2 separate regions of the Mus musculus genome follow, and region 1 is linked to region 2. A link is a contact called in public Hi-C data. All regions are on one chromosome and are shown on one strand. The core of a region is the stretch at or near the end of the contact, and the rest is flanking DNA. Distances in the headings are between cores, read along the strand shown. Region 1 has its middle 94 kb from the start of Rragb. Region 2 holds the start of Rragb (Ras-related GTP binding B).

What was found. A called contact is a pair of places that touch in the nucleus more often than the background predicts.
Region 1: a Hi-C map of germline stem cells shows a contact between it and region 2, with 2.6 times the contacts expected there. The contact joins the enhancer-like site here to the promoter of Rragb in region 2. A contact is called at or near these places in 3 of 39 promoter capture datasets (the 3T3-L1 cell line, the C10 cell line and the HPC-7 cell line), 6 of 484 Hi-C or Micro-C datasets (LSK cells, Sertoli cells, cumulus cells and 2 more) and 1 of 9 other capture datasets (adipose tissue).

The regions. Positions count from the first base shown.
Region 1 is chrX:153,232,131-153,234,830 of GRCm38.p6, reverse strand. It overlaps a transcript of Klf8 not described here. Among named protein-coding and RNA genes, the nearest start is that of Rragb, 94 kb to the right of the region's middle. Within about 2 kb of position 1,395, at least 13 of the 459 cell types and tissues checked have an H3K27ac peak or open chromatin away from gene starts, as enhancers often do. A contact at or near this core is called in germline stem cells, where this site is marked.
Region 2 is chrX:153,138,526-153,141,225 of GRCm38.p6, reverse strand. Rragb (Ras-related GTP binding B) reads right to left here and starts at 1,268. Exons shown (of 11, transcript NM_001004154.2): 1 at 651-1,268. The coding sequence starts at 742.

The sequences.
Region 1 (2,700 bases), core at 146-2,645, 93 kb before region 2:
ATTATGAAATATAATAGGAGCCGGGCGTGGTGGCGCACGCCTTTAGTCCTAGCACTCAGGAGGCAGAGGCAGGCGGATTTCTGAGTTCGAGGCCAGCCTGGTCTACAAAGTGAGTTCCAGGACAGCCAGGGCTATACAGAGAAACCCTGTCTCGAGAAAAAAAAAAAGGAAAAGAAAAGAAAAGAAAAAGAAAGATAATGGGAAAGTGCTTGTTTTCAGAGCCCTACTACTGAAGTTCAAATCCCAAATTTATCACTTCTTTGAGTTGTGGTTTTGGACAAGTAATTCTGCCACCTAGACCTTCTATTTTCTCATCTGAAAATGATGATGATTATAGTAATAGCAGCTAACTCGTTGTGAGGTTGTGCAATTAAATGATGTAATACACACTAGGGGGTGCAAAGAAGATTCTATTAATTTAGATAGTCTAAGTTTCCAATAAAAATACTATGCTCCCTGGAACTATTAAGAACCCTAACCTATCCCAGCACTTGGGAGGTAGAGGCAGACAGATTTCTGAGTTCCAGGACAGCCTAGCCTACAGATTGAGTTCCAGGACAGCCAGGGCTACACAGAGAAACCCTGTCTCAAAAAACAAACAAACAAACAAACAAACAAACCAACCAAAAAAATAACAAGGAACCCTAAGCTAGAAACTGCAAATTCTAAAGCCAACCCAAAGGTGCGCAGCTAGCGGGTCACAGCTTCTACCAATTAACCCAAAATTATCAGAATGGTAAAGTACATATGACAGATTCTAAGGGATAATAAAGGCAACTTGTTTATAAAAGGCATGCATGTCTTTGATTCTCATTCTCTCTCTCTCTCTCTCTCTCTCTCTCTCTCTCTCTCTCTCTCTCTCTCGGGGGGGGGGCATGTTTAAAGGCAGGCCAGGCAGATCTAGAGAGCAAGTTCCAGGACAGCCAGGGCTACGCAGAGAAACCCAAAACAAAACACAACAAGAGAATAAATGAACGAACGAATGAATGAAAAATGTTCTCCCCTGTCAATTTAGTAACCCCAAACTAATTTAAATCTTGTTTTTCTGACCTTCCATTGCGTTCCAAATTGTTTAAGACTATAGCTATTTAGAGGTCGTCTTACTAGATCATACAAACTCTGTATCTTGTTTATCATCAAACACTTTTCAATATCTGCACTATTTGCACTTTTTGCAATGTTGAATTGACTATATGTGGTTCTCCATTTAGTCATCCAGCGAACAAACAAAACATATCCTTGACTGATATGAAAGGCAGCTGTGCTATATAGTGTGAAGTGTTAGGTCTCAGAAACCCCAGACAGCAGGCTGAGATACCTATTAACATATCAAAGTGAAGTCAAGGCCAGTTCCCTCGGAGACGCTCAGCGCCAGTGGCTCCTCCCAGTTCTGGCAGCATTACTCAGTACCTGTGGCTCCGCACAGCATTTCTCACCCCGCCCCCTACCCTAAACCTCCAGCTCCCAGGGGCGGTCTTCCACGTCTTCCACGTCTCTTTCCCTAACCCTGATTCCTACAAAATACAGCCATTTTGGCTACACCACTCCCTTGGCCTTGGCCCTGGCTGCGCATAGGTAGGCTCCTCATCTCTTGCTCCTCCTCCTCTTTCTTCTCATGGTCCAGTTTACTCTGTCAGATATTTCCACCCAGGATTCTTCCCTCCCTCTCCTTTCACCCTTGTATCTACATTAAAATCGTCTCCATAGTCATGCCCTCCTTTATTTCTTTGTCTTTTTTTTTTCATTCAGAAAAAGATTGGATGTGTATTTTTAAGAAAATCTCCAAGTCCTGGGATATCATTGACTAGCCGCGTACCACAGAATCTGGAAGAAAATAATGCTGTTATTAGGCTTCTCTACATATACCCTAATATAGCTAAGAAGGTAGAGACTCTGACTACAAAACATTTCTTGTTAAAAAAAAAAAAAAGGAACAACCTCTGATAGTTCTTGATGTTAAAAAAAAAAGCCAATTTTGTATTTTTAGTGAAAATCGGATCAGGCATCGTAGTGGAAAGATTTCTGGCAGTCTGGCAACAAGAGTCAAATTGCTCTAAAACAGAGGTCACAAATCCACAATTCATAGGTTAATTGTGGTCAACAGATTTATTTTGTTTAGCCTACAGTATATATGTGCAGCTATATATACATGCATATGCCTGTCAAATTGAAGAGATTACAAGCATTGAAAAATTAAGACATTTCTCTATAAAATCATTTTCCATGTTTATGAAGACAACAGTTACACAATTGGCCATTAATCTGTTGGAAATAATCAGTGCCTATTGTCTTCTGATCTCTTGAGCTCACCATGGTCCCTACCTGCACATTTACCTCATTTATGCAATCACTTTGTCCTGAGAAGGCATTTTAGGTTTTAATCTTTAATAAATAGTAAATGACTAAGAGTTGGCCATTTGAAAGTTCCCAGTGTTCCTTAAATATCCAAGAGCAGTTCTTTTAGTATGGTTCCGAGGGACTTTGACAACATGATACTATGTGGCCTGGCAGATTTTGCAGAAAGCATACCATATCAATATGCCACGACTGTGCCACCTTTCTGACTTGAACACAGTGCCCAGAGAGAGGGAATAGAGGCAGCATGTAAGTTAGTTGCATTTAAGAAATATTTCTTGCATATTGATCAGGTGGGAAGAACTGTGTCAGGTACATAAAGTGTGTGTTTTCTTTCCCTCTAAA
Region 2 (2,700 bases), core at 19-2,518:
CAGAAGTCTTCATTTTCCTAAATTATAAAGCTGGGTTTATGCTCCCTGTTTCCTTCATCAGCTCGGGAGACGCTTCCTAGGATGGCATATTTAGGAATAGAAACCATTTAAATTCAAGATTTGATATTTTGTCATAAAGCTGAAGCAACACTCTGGGTACTTTTATAAATCAAACAATATTGTCATAATCTGAATACTATTTTTTTTAAATTCATCTCCGTATTTTTCAAATCTAGAAGCATCTTTGGACCTTCAATCGTCCTTCCAAGCTGTATTTCATTCATTAAAGGCACAAAGTACATATAACGCAGTTCTCAAATAGGCATATCGCACTATACGTCATTGGTCAGCAAATGTCTGTCCTTTCCTTTTTTATCATCAACAAGGTGATAACATCAAATAACCTTTATAGAAAACAGAAAACAACTCAGAACTGTCTCAATTAGAAGACTACGCATAAACCAGGAATCCCACATCCAGGCAAAGGGTGTTTCTATTCTGTTTTCCGTCATCAAGGGCATGATATCAATCAACCATATTGGTAAATTAAAGCAATTCATCACTGCAGGTTAGAGGTTGTTGCATCTCACAATACTCTTTACAATTAGCATGCCCTCCCTCCCAGGTGCAACATAATCCCCTTTACCCACCCAAGCGATCCTTCCGGCTCCCCTAGAGGAGGCTCCACTTTTGGGCCCACATTCTCTTTCTCTGTCTTTTTCTCGGAGTCAGATTCTTCCATCGTGCAACAAGTCCTTCACAGTGCCTTCTAAATCCGCAGTACCGTTCTTCTGGCTCACCTGCCTACGCTCAGCACCCAGGGCCCGCGGGGCCTGATCTATCCCTGCCTCCGCCTTTGTCCACTGGGGGGCCGCTTTTCCCACAGTTACCTTTACCGACCCGAACTTAGTCTCCAGGCACAGCCGAGCAGGCCAGCCCAAAGGAGCAAGCGATTCGATTCGGTGCGTGCAAAGGAAGAGATGGAGGAGAGGGAGGGCAAGGTGGATGAGGAGTTGGTCCCGAGTTTGGGCCTCACTCGCCAAGGTCTCAAGACCCAAAGGTAACTTGGTCAGCTTCTGTACAGACTGCAAAGGCTGAGATAACGGAATGAGCGGAGCGGAGCTGCAGAAGCAAAGCGGTCACTGCCTGGTGGCTCCTCCCGACCTCGCTGCCAGTCACGGTCCGCCTGAGGATGCTCTTACTTCCGCGCCCGCCCTTCAGGAGCGCAAGAACCTCACCGCAACCACGCTACTGCAGGCCAGGATCACGTGGGAACCTGCCGTAGTCCCAGGGCCTGTCACGTGCCGCTACCCTTTTGGGGGGGCCCTGGGTTTGCTTGGAAGAATACCATAGAGACTGCTTTAGGAAAGCCAGAGTGCCACCCGCCATCACGTGGCCCGGGCTCTCATTTCCGCGCCATTGGCCCTTAGGGCGGCCTGCGGGCACCTAGACACTGATGGACGCGGCCCCGCCCACTCGCTGCTCAGAGTTAAAGGAGAAGGTTGCAATTTCAGCACCTGCCAGCTAGCCGTTTTCACTACTCCCTATGATTAGGGCCCTGTGCATTTTTGCATTTTGGTAACTTTTCTTCCCGTTAATCCTTATGACAGTTCAAGTAATTAAAAAAGCAATCCATCTAAAGTGTTTTAAACTGTCTTTCCCATAGAAAACTCTCAATAAGTTGTTATTGCCAGGACCAGAACCACACGGAGGGTTTAACACGTCCGCCACTTAACTTTTAAAAGTTGCAAACATAATTTTAAAGTTTCTGATGATCATCATGAGATACTTGCTACATACAGAGTTTTATGTGGAGAAGAAGTGATTTGTCAACCAGCTCTCAAATCTCAACGCAGCAAGTTCCAACCTCAATGACCTAAGAGCTTCTTAGGCTTGGAACTCTTTTAAATGTGACACCAAGGTTACAGGCTGGGAAAAAGAGTGGCATAGGTTGATGCTCCCTTGAAAGACTGAATTTGCCATTCACAGTTTGTAATGGCCTCAACTTTCTCAGCTTATAGGTAATGTCCTCCAGAGGTCTTCCCAACCCATACTCTATTAGAGTACAACAGTCTTTTGAACCTGCAGTAGTTATTTTCTGTTGTATGCTTTTTAATTCATAATATTCCTTTGTAGTTTTTCTTTTGTTGTTGAGATTATACTGTAGACACATTTCTTTTTTCCCTTTTTTCCCTCCAAACCTTGTCATATAAACAACTCTCCTTGCTCTTTCAAAGTCATGGCTTCGTTTTTCATTGGTTGTTGTTATATGCACATATATGTATATACATATATATTCCTAATATAACCCGCTCAGTCTGTATAATAATCTCATATATATGTTTTCAGGGCTGAGCAGTTGGTATTGAAGAACCAGACAGTGTATTCTTCCCTAGGGAAAATTATTTCTCCTGCTCTGGGCATTCCTTGGTTGCCTGTAGTTCTTTGTGTAGAGTATAATACTTACTGACATGGCAATAATCTTGTTTATTTGATCTCTGAGTATAGGATTTCTATTTAAACGCTATAAGGACAAGCACTTACTTTTGAAAAATGTTCTCCTATACACTAGGTTCACAGACCAGAATGTGTGTATATACTCGATATTCACTGAGTACTGTTTTTTTTATAAAGATAAGAACAAATGTGTTAAGGAATTTCTGATTAATAACAGAAAGGAGAAAATGTATGATAGTTCTT